Linked DNA regions of Siniperca chuatsi: region 1 is linked to region 2. Evidence: chromatin contacts called from public Hi-C data. All regions are on one chromosome and are shown on one strand. Each heading gives the region's core, a stretch centred on a gene start, on an enhancer-like site or on the middle of the called end of the contact. The rest is flanking DNA. Distances are from core to core; before and after follow the strand shown. Region 1 holds the start of gpr25 (probable G-protein coupled receptor 25). Region 2 overlaps gdf11 (growth/differentiation factor 11).

Region 1 (4,862 bases), core at 1,180-3,679, 40 kb before region 2:
GCAGGTCCCCACTTGGTCCAAAGTCCCAGTAGCCGTTCTGGCTGGCAGAGATGGCCCACAGAGGCAGTGTGAGGACGAATATGAGGTCGGCCAGGGCCAGGTTGATAACAAAAGTGTCCACCAGACGCCCACCTCTCCTACCTTTGCCGCCCACGACTGAGATCACAAACAGGTTGCCCAAAAAGCCAGTGAAAAAGATGAGGTAATAGAGTGCGGGCAGGAAGATGTTGGAGCCATGGAGTTGTGAGCCGGGACAATCCACTGTGATATTAAAATATGATGATTCATTGTCGGTGAAGTTGTCACTGTAAGTGTAATCATAAACTTGATAATCAGTGTAGGCGTCCATTCTGAGAGATCACAGAGAGGCAGTGCAGCTGTTGGTTTGTCAGCGTGGTTAATGTAACTAAGTCTACATGCTGCTACTTGATATTGCTTGTGAAAACCACAGCAAAAAATAGAGATCTCAGCTCGCTTCCTCTCACCTCTCATTACAGACAGCCTTCCTCTCACTGTGCTTTCACGTGTAATTTTAGTGAGTCAAAGAGACTATTTTCTTTATTGATTTGAAATCATGTCAATTAAATCTCTGAAATTACAAAGCATCATGGCACCATTATGGGCACAGCAGGGTGTATAATGGATAACAGGGAGCCAGTACAATATTTTGCACTAATTAATAAAAGCGTGTAAGTTTACAAATGAGCAGTAGTGGAAGAAGTACTCAGATATTTTATGTCATTAAAAGTAGCAATGCCACAGTGTAGAAATACTCTAAATAAATAAGTAAAAGTACACAGCATCAAAATATACTTAAAGAACAAAAAGTAAAAGTAATCATTGTGCAGAACAGCCCATTTCAGAGTCATATATTATATTACTGAATTATAATTATTAATGCACTAATGTGTACATTACTTTAATGTTGCAGCTGGTAAAGGTGAGGCTTATTTTTTACTATATATACAGTAGCTTGTGAATTTCACCAAGCAATCAATAAAACCTTATCTTAACAGATAATAGAACACCATAATTTATTGATTGTAATTGTATTATTAATCTGAACCTGCAAAGTAACTAGTAACTAAAGTTATCAAATAAATGTAGTGGAGTAAAGAGTATAATATTCGCTTCTGGATTGTAGTGGAGTAGAAGTATAAAGTAGCAGAAAATGGAAATACTAAATTGTACTTAAGTATGGTTCTTGAGTAAATGTACTTAGTTACTTTCCACCACTGCAAATTAGTTTAACATGGTAGCTGTTCATAAATTCCCTGTTGCAAAAGACTTTATATGTTAAAATATTCCCCAAGACAGACAGTGTGTGTGTGTGTGTGGCAACTCCGTAGATATTTGCTCAGATGAATTGTCACATCTGTCTTATAAATACAGAAGAGGACAGATTCCTATCTTATATTGGTGAGAATTATCCTCTTTTCTTGTATCATAGTGTATTAGATGTGTGTGACCAGTAGGGGGCAGGTGAGATTTACTTCTGTTTTATATGTGGCGACCTCCTGCCTAAAATCAGACTGCCTGCGGTTCTGGAGCGAATGTCTCAGCTCATCTTCTGCAAAAGAGAGTGTTTCCTTTGCTGAGAGTTGGTGAAAACATGCTTCTGGTTAAAGCCAGGAAGGAGCAGGCAGAGTCTCAATTTACAAACTGTTAATTCTTTAATATTTCCTCTACCTATCCATTCATTCTCAAACCCAGATTAAACAGCTTTTGAATAGCTTTGTGCCTATATATATTCGACACATATTGCATATATTGTTATGTGCAGTCTGTTCACTGACAGTCCTTATATCACCTTCCCTTTGTATCACATGCAGTAGTGTTTGTTTAGTTTTGACGTTGAAGTATTTGCGTGATTCATTCTTGTGTTAGTTAACATAACCACTTTGGACTTCATTAAAGTTTCATTCATCATGACAAAGCTGTACTGATGAAAGTGCACATTTCACAGAGTGATGTTGTTTATTTATTTGGTTTTATTTGTAAGGGACAATATTAAACATAGATGTTATCATTTGATGTATTGTACCAGAGTGATCTTAAACCCAATTTTCATCTGCAGACCCTCGGCAGATCACATACACACAGTGGCAAGGACACTTATTACAAAATTACACACAGCAATAATTGCTTTCACTTAAAAAAAAACTTAAGTAAAAATTTAAATGCAAATATCAGCCAGGGTCCATGTCACATGTCTCTCAGCAACGTTTACTTGTCATTGACCCCATTAGAGCTGATCATGGTCAAACAACAACAGTCTCCTTCCCTTTGGCCTCAGAGCAGCTCTACTGAAACAGACTGGATGTAAACTGTTCTGTACTTCTATTTACTCACTTTCACCAGTTAGTTTGGTGATTTGAAGTGGTGACTTATGTTTACACGTCCATTTTATTACTGACTTTTTGTAGAGGCCAGTCTTAGCATTGTCTCAGTAGTGTATCTTTCTATAGAGAAAATAGCCAATAATTAAATAAAATACTGCTTTCTGTTGTGCACAATGAGTCAGGGGTCATTTATCTACCTAATATTGTCATTCTGTTTCTCTGTAGTGTCATTTTACTGTTGTTATTTTTGTGTATTCTGTACACACAACATCTATTAGTCTACATGTCTTTCTGTCCTGGAAGAGACATCCACAAATATTTCCAGTTAAAGGAGTTTTTTCTTATCCAAACTGATGGTCTAAACATAGAGGCTGTCATATGCTGTACAGATTATATACAGATTATAAAGCTCTTTGAGGCAAATGTATGACTTTGGGAAATGTAAATAAAACTGACTTGACTGCCAACTCATTGCCAAGCAGCTAAAACCTGAAAAGGACAAAGAAAGCAAAATCATGTTTCATCCACAGCAGACATATTGTAGTTTCAATATGTTGTGTGCTGGGGCAGCACTGCCAGCTGTTTTTCTTTATCAACTGCTGGGCACATATCCTAAAAACCCATCACTGTCACAGAAACCAAGCACACTGAAACTGCTTGACATTGGTACACTGTGCATTAGAAGCTCATCCTTAACAAACACTGCACTGGTGACAGTCTGGATGGAGTGATTCAACTCTCTGCCTCAGCTGTAAATTCATACATCAGATTTAGTTTCGTGTAACATTGACCCCAGCTCATTGCTTGAAGATTCACCCCGGTAAAAGATATAAGAGATTGACAGGACAGAGAAGGCTATGGCAGCCACGGCCATTGTTACAGAGAAGGAAACTGTCATTACGACTGCCTCCTCAAGACAGAATAGACCCCAGGAAAAATGAACTCTGTGGTCCAGCTCGCAGCTATTGTGCTGGGGCCCAGGAAGAGTGAGGCTGGAGGACAGGCCGCATCTTACAAGAGGCCGGAGAACGCTTCATTATTCTGCACTGAGTTTCAGTTAAGAAAGCACGGCGAATGAATGACCTCCTTATAGGATCCCTGCTCCACTTTCTAGCATTGTGCGTTATTCAAACACTCCTTTACTTTGTAGTGTCAAGGTGATGTGTGGATATACTCATCACAGCAGAAAATCCTGTCAGTCAGCATTGTTCGGTTTGACGTCGTTCTCCCTCATGCTCAGCTGTACCTTTTCCTTTAAAAAGTTTTAATTATTTCTTTTGCATTCTTGCTGCTCTGTCAGTGGAACGCTACATTCCTCTCCTCGAATAAGTGCTGTCTCACTCCAATTGAGCAGAGTAAATGTGAGAGTCAGTGAATGGAGCAGCCTCAATAGGAGAAAATAAACAATTGCATTGGTCCATGGGTGCAGCGGGGGAGAGCGGATGAGAGGAAGGGAGAAAGGCCTCCCTAACGTGCTAAGATTCCCATGGATACTTAGTCCCTTTTCTGTTGAGAGGAGGATCTCGTAAAGTAGTTCAACAGTGGATGATTTCTCTTTTCCTTTTACTCTGTTTTTATTTGAGGAGAGAAAGGATGGTATGCGTCAGGGTGATTGTTAGACATAGGTCACATGCACACACGTGCGCACTCGTATATACACTCACACACACACACGTTCAATTTGCTCCTCACTTGTCGAGTGCTAAGTTTCCGAAAAGGCTTCCATTGTTTGGGTGTTTTAGCTGTTTAACTAAATCAAAAGTTCATTTAACACAAAGGATTGCACAGCCTTCCATTCTGTGTCGTTTTTAGAAGTCAGAGGCTTTTAATTGTTCCCTTTTGTTAATTTTAAGCCTCTTTCCTCATGCTCCACATGTCTGAGTCCTTCTTCATTTACATACAAACCACATGATAAATTTGAGTAACACCTTAATGCTCATACGTTATCGTATCATGATAAGACATATATATATATATATATATACAGGAATGCAGGGAGTTAAAGAATGAAGATTAATTGGTCACCCTTACAGTTCGTCAGTTTGCGCAGTTAAAAAAAAAGCCAATTTGAGGATAAAAAACTGTTCACTATGCATAACCACAAATACTAGCTGTCAAGTAGCCACACATTTCAGGTGTTTGGCCCTCCTTTATATCACCGTTAGTTTGAGTGCATGACCAAAAACCAGCCAAAACAAGAGAATTGGTATCACTCAGAGAAAACTACATTTTTCTAACAAAACTCAAAAGCTAGGACTATAACGGTGCATTGCATTAGCAGAAAGTAGTGTACATGCCACAAAACGGTAGAATCAGAATCAGCTTTATTGCCAAGTAGGTTTACACATACATGGAATTTGGGATTTTGGTGCAAAACAATGAACATAGTACAAATAAAAGAAAGATAAAGCAAGTACTGCAGGTCAAAACTCAAGCTCAAGCTCAGGTCAAAATAAGATGTTAAAGAATATAAAAAAAATAGTATAAGAAAATAATAAAGAATATGTACAATATAACTTT
Region 2 (4,252 bases), core at 593-3,092:
AGCCTGCAGTTACAACAACATGGCAAGTGAAGGTTGATTCGCTATAATCACAGAGACAGGTGGGGCTGTCAGGACAGGTGAAGAAGTGTTATTAAACTAGATACTAGATATTAAAATATACATCTCAACTAGCTTATTCAAAAACTAACTGATGAGAGAAAAGAAACAGAGGCTCCTTTAACATACAAATCCCAACTAGATAGATAGATAGATAGATAGATAGATAGATAGATAGATAGATAGATAGATAGATAGATAGATATTATAACAAGGAATTAATAACGTCAGACAACACATAATAGGCCAAAGTCTCCTGCACAAAGGCATATCTTTGTTCACTCCTGGAGTAAAAAAAACCTGATTATTTGGAGTGTGTTTTATCCGCCTTGTGCAGAATATATTACGTGTGTAAATGTTGTTGAACCCCGCGATTCGCCAGGAAAAGGTCACACACTCCCCTCGACCCTAAGTGATTCTCTGTCTTTGTGTACTCGTGGTGAAAAAAAAACGAGCTGCGCCCATAAACTTCGCATTTAAAAGGCAAGTGCGGCCGAGGGGGGCCGCTGCATGAGGGGAACAATAGCAGCTTTTTGGACACACTTTTTCTCACTGCGATGAACAGCAGGGAAACCGGTAGAGCCTCCTATAAAAGAACGATAGAGCACAGCTGCCAGGGTTCAACAGTAATTTTATAAAATGTCTACAAAGCCTGCGGTTTATCTGTGGATTTATGGGAAACTATACGTGGGCGAGCAAATTGTTCGGGGGCAATAATCAGAGGGGCCTCACGACGTGATCATAACTCCAGATTTCAGGGCCTTTATGCAAAAAAAAGGGAAAAAATAGGCATAAAGGCTAAAGTGATGCAACTGCCAGCCAAATGCTGCATTATCATTAATAATGCACTTGACATTCAAACGGGTCTATCTTGCGTTTACTCTCTGTCAAACACAAAGAAAAATCTGAAAGAGTTTGAACATGACAGCAGGTGGACTAAATATTAGACACTGCTCCATCAGGACGTAGCCTTCCATCGTCACCATCATCATCATCACCATCATGAAAACAAAAGTTCATCGGGCCATATTGGAGCTGTCTGTCTCAGAGTGACGAGGCTCTTTATGCTGCTGATTATTGATTTATCAGGTTGATGCGTAATCCCCGGTCTATTTTGACAGCCGTGACCAACAACTGACCAGAGTCATTTGTCTAATTTTATCAGTCCGCTTCAGACACACAGAGTGGACCCCCGATCTGAATCTCAAAAAGTAGGTTAGGTCACTGACTTGAATGAGCTCCAGCGGCTCCACTGTCCACGCAGCAGGCCTGAGTCACTTGAACCTATCTGCTCCGCAATTACGCGCCTGACGCATTTGGAGACAATATTGTTGGGTTGTAAACTATTACTCACGCTCAGAGGCCATGGTGATCACGGACTCCGTGGTGGCGTGGTACTCATCCTCCTCCATAAACTCATCCTGGGACGACGCGTCTCCCTGGAAGTCGTGATGGTCCAGGAGCTGCTGGAGCGGAGGAGCCTTGGGCAGCAGCTGATTGACCACTTCCCGGCTGATGTTGGGCGCCTGCTTCAGGCGCAGCTTGCTCAGGATCTGGGACTTGATGGTCTCCAGTCTCAGCACTTTGCTCTGCTCCCTCCAAACACAGGCGGAGCATTCGTGGGAACCGGCGTCCTCGTCCAGCAGGGACAGCCCGGCATCCGTGGGCGTCTCGCTGGCAGAAGGCAGCAGCAGATTGGGCTCATCGCTCCCCGACTGTCCCAGGGAGATGAGCACCATCAAGCACAGTAAGAAGCTGTACCTCGGCATGACGATGCGTGGACACCAGGCAATGCAACTTTTTTCTTTATTTTTTCTTGTCTTTTCACTCGCTTTATCCCGTTATATCCCCTCTCTCGGATGTGCGTCTATTGTGTGCCTTATCCTACAAAAGGCAGGGAATCAGTGGCATGCATCTAATCCAATACGATCACCCCGAAGTTGCTTTTTTGCAGCTGGAGATTTTGCAATAAATTAAAAAAAAAAAAGTACGTTCCAGTGTGTCTCGGTGCGTGCTGGTTTGATTAAAAGTTAACAAATTATCTGTCTGATGAATGCATAGCCTGCTCAAAATGTAGTATAATGGTTGTTTTGGGGTCTTCTGTACAATTTAGTCCATGGAGGTGTGTGAATTCAGAAGTGTCACTGAAAAATGTGCAAGTGCGGTCAAAAAGGGGCTCTTTATATATCTCAGCTGCCCGGTGTCGTAATCCGTCTCCATTGGCTAAGATTGCAACAAAAGGCTTTTAGGTCTGTCACCAAGTCAAGAGGGACAGAGCGAAGGGAGGGTGCGCGCACTGTTATGAGAGTATAAATGTTTTACAGTGCACAAACAATGTCTCACATTGCCCAATTTGGTTATTATGATGATGACATAAACTATGGCTCGCTGCGCCTGTTGTTATAAATGGTTTATTATGGTGTAAACTGAAAAAAAGCTTCATGGATTCCTCTCGAATCCTCCACATCATCTCCTAAATCACACACATCTCAATATCTATGGTGCATTTTAACAAGAAAGCCACTGATGAGGAATCGTCATATAGACCTACCAGCGGTCTAGATGCAGATTATTTAGAGGTTGCACGAGCTTGTCCGATACGAGACTCTCCAAACTGAGCGTCAAAGTATCTGTGTGAACGAGTGAAGTAATAACTGGCCTATTCATTCAAAATCAAGGGCTGTAAAATGCACAAATGTGGTTTTAAAAAGCTGCGTCCTATGGTAATAATAAAAAATAGTGTTAAGTTAATAGCCTATATTAATACATTGACTGAAGTCATGTAGTAGCAGCAGGTCTGCATACTCTATTATTAAGTATATAGGCCTACATTCATTTGTACTAATCAGTGCAGTTGGTATAAGCCTTATGAAAATGTCACATGTTTTTAAATGGTCTTCATGAATTACTGTGGATTTTAGAATTTTTAGCTTTCTGTGTGTCACATTTGATCTATAAGTCAAAGTGTCACAGGATCTGATCAAAATGTTGCCCAACTACAAACCATAGACAGATACTGTATTCATGACTGTATATGTGCTCAATAAAAGCTGTGATATTTTAGTTGCCTGCTCTCAGTGAGGCACCACTGACCCACTAGTGTCATCTGCTGGAGGAAAACAGAGTTGCAGCTGAACATACCTTGTTTCAGTTAGTAGTTTTCATGTGTGCTGCCTCTGTCACTCCTTATTGTGGTCAGATTGTGGTACTTCATTGTAAAACAGAGCCCTCTAGTCATTAGCTCATATAGACTGGGTATATGGCAGTATTAAATATGTATTGTTCAAATACTGATATGACAAAAAACTAAGTTAGCGTGGATCATGCATTAGTGCACTGGAAATGAATCCTGCTGTTGCTCCCACTGTTGTCTGTTAATGTACTTGGGTGGGGCTACGCAGACATTAATATATGGGAAACACTGTTCTCCTGATCCCTTCACGTTTTTCACAGCTGCTATCCTGAAACGTCTTCAATAATCAAATACAGTTTGAGTGACAAGACTTATCTAAATTAAATAGATCAAAACCATAGACTAGTCCACAAGGGATAAAGCAAGACACTCGTTCGCTTTTTATATTTTAGCAAAAACACATAAAGGTTTTATGGGGGTTATGTGCCGCGTACCGATATAAGAGTGGTATTGATCTTCTCATCTAACCCTTAGCAAGAAAGTGAATACGTTTATGTCCCAAAATGTTGAGCTGTTGCTTTGTGCTACACATTGAATGGACGCTTGTTAGAGAGCTGTTGAATCCAGCGGGTGGTAATACAGACAAGCTTTGGGCTTTTTCCTTTCACTGGTGTCATCTAGTGCAGTCACAGAGCGCCTGGTCCACACCATAAAATAGATGCTCATGTTGTTGCGTATTGTGTTTATGACCTTCGATGAAAAGAAATGCTAATTTGCATTGTAAATGCTTAGCATCAAATACTGTATGTCTGATGAACAGATGCAAAAACTGTTTTGTTATTTAGATGTGCTTATAGATATATGAACCCTAAATCTAAAAACTATATCACGATGATCAGTGTTTCTCTCTGCATTTGATGCACACACTCATTCAGCTAATTCTCCTAGTGGGGATCTGTATAAATGTAATACTTTGAAGTCTGATTAAGAGCTCAAGAGACTAAATATCTGGGGAACAGAACTGGGCTCTGTCTCGACCATCTCAATTTGCTGCTGCTGTAA

What was found. A called contact is a pair of places that touch in the nucleus more often than the background predicts.
Region 1: a Hi-C map of liver shows a contact between it and region 2, with 2.0 times the contacts expected there. The contact joins the promoter of gpr25 here to the enhancer-like site in region 2. A contact is called at or near these places in 2 of 3 Hi-C or Micro-C datasets (liver and skeletal muscle).

What each region holds. Positions count from the first base shown.
Region 1 is chrLG2:20,247,075-20,251,936 of ASM2008510v1, reverse strand. It overlaps gpr25 (probable G-protein coupled receptor 25), which reads right to left and starts at 2,429. Exons shown (of 1, transcript XM_044175847.1): 1 at 1-2,429. The coding sequence starts at 349.
Region 2 is chrLG2:20,207,466-20,211,717 of ASM2008510v1, reverse strand. It overlaps gdf11 (growth/differentiation factor 11), which reads right to left. Exons shown (of 3, transcript XM_044217603.1): 1 at 1,412-4,252. The coding sequence starts at 1,826. Among protein-coding and RNA genes, the nearest start is that of gdf11, 3.2 kb to the right of the region's middle. Within about 2 kb of position 1,842, the one cell type or tissue checked has an H3K27ac peak away from gene starts, as active enhancers do. A contact at or near this core is called in liver, where this site is marked.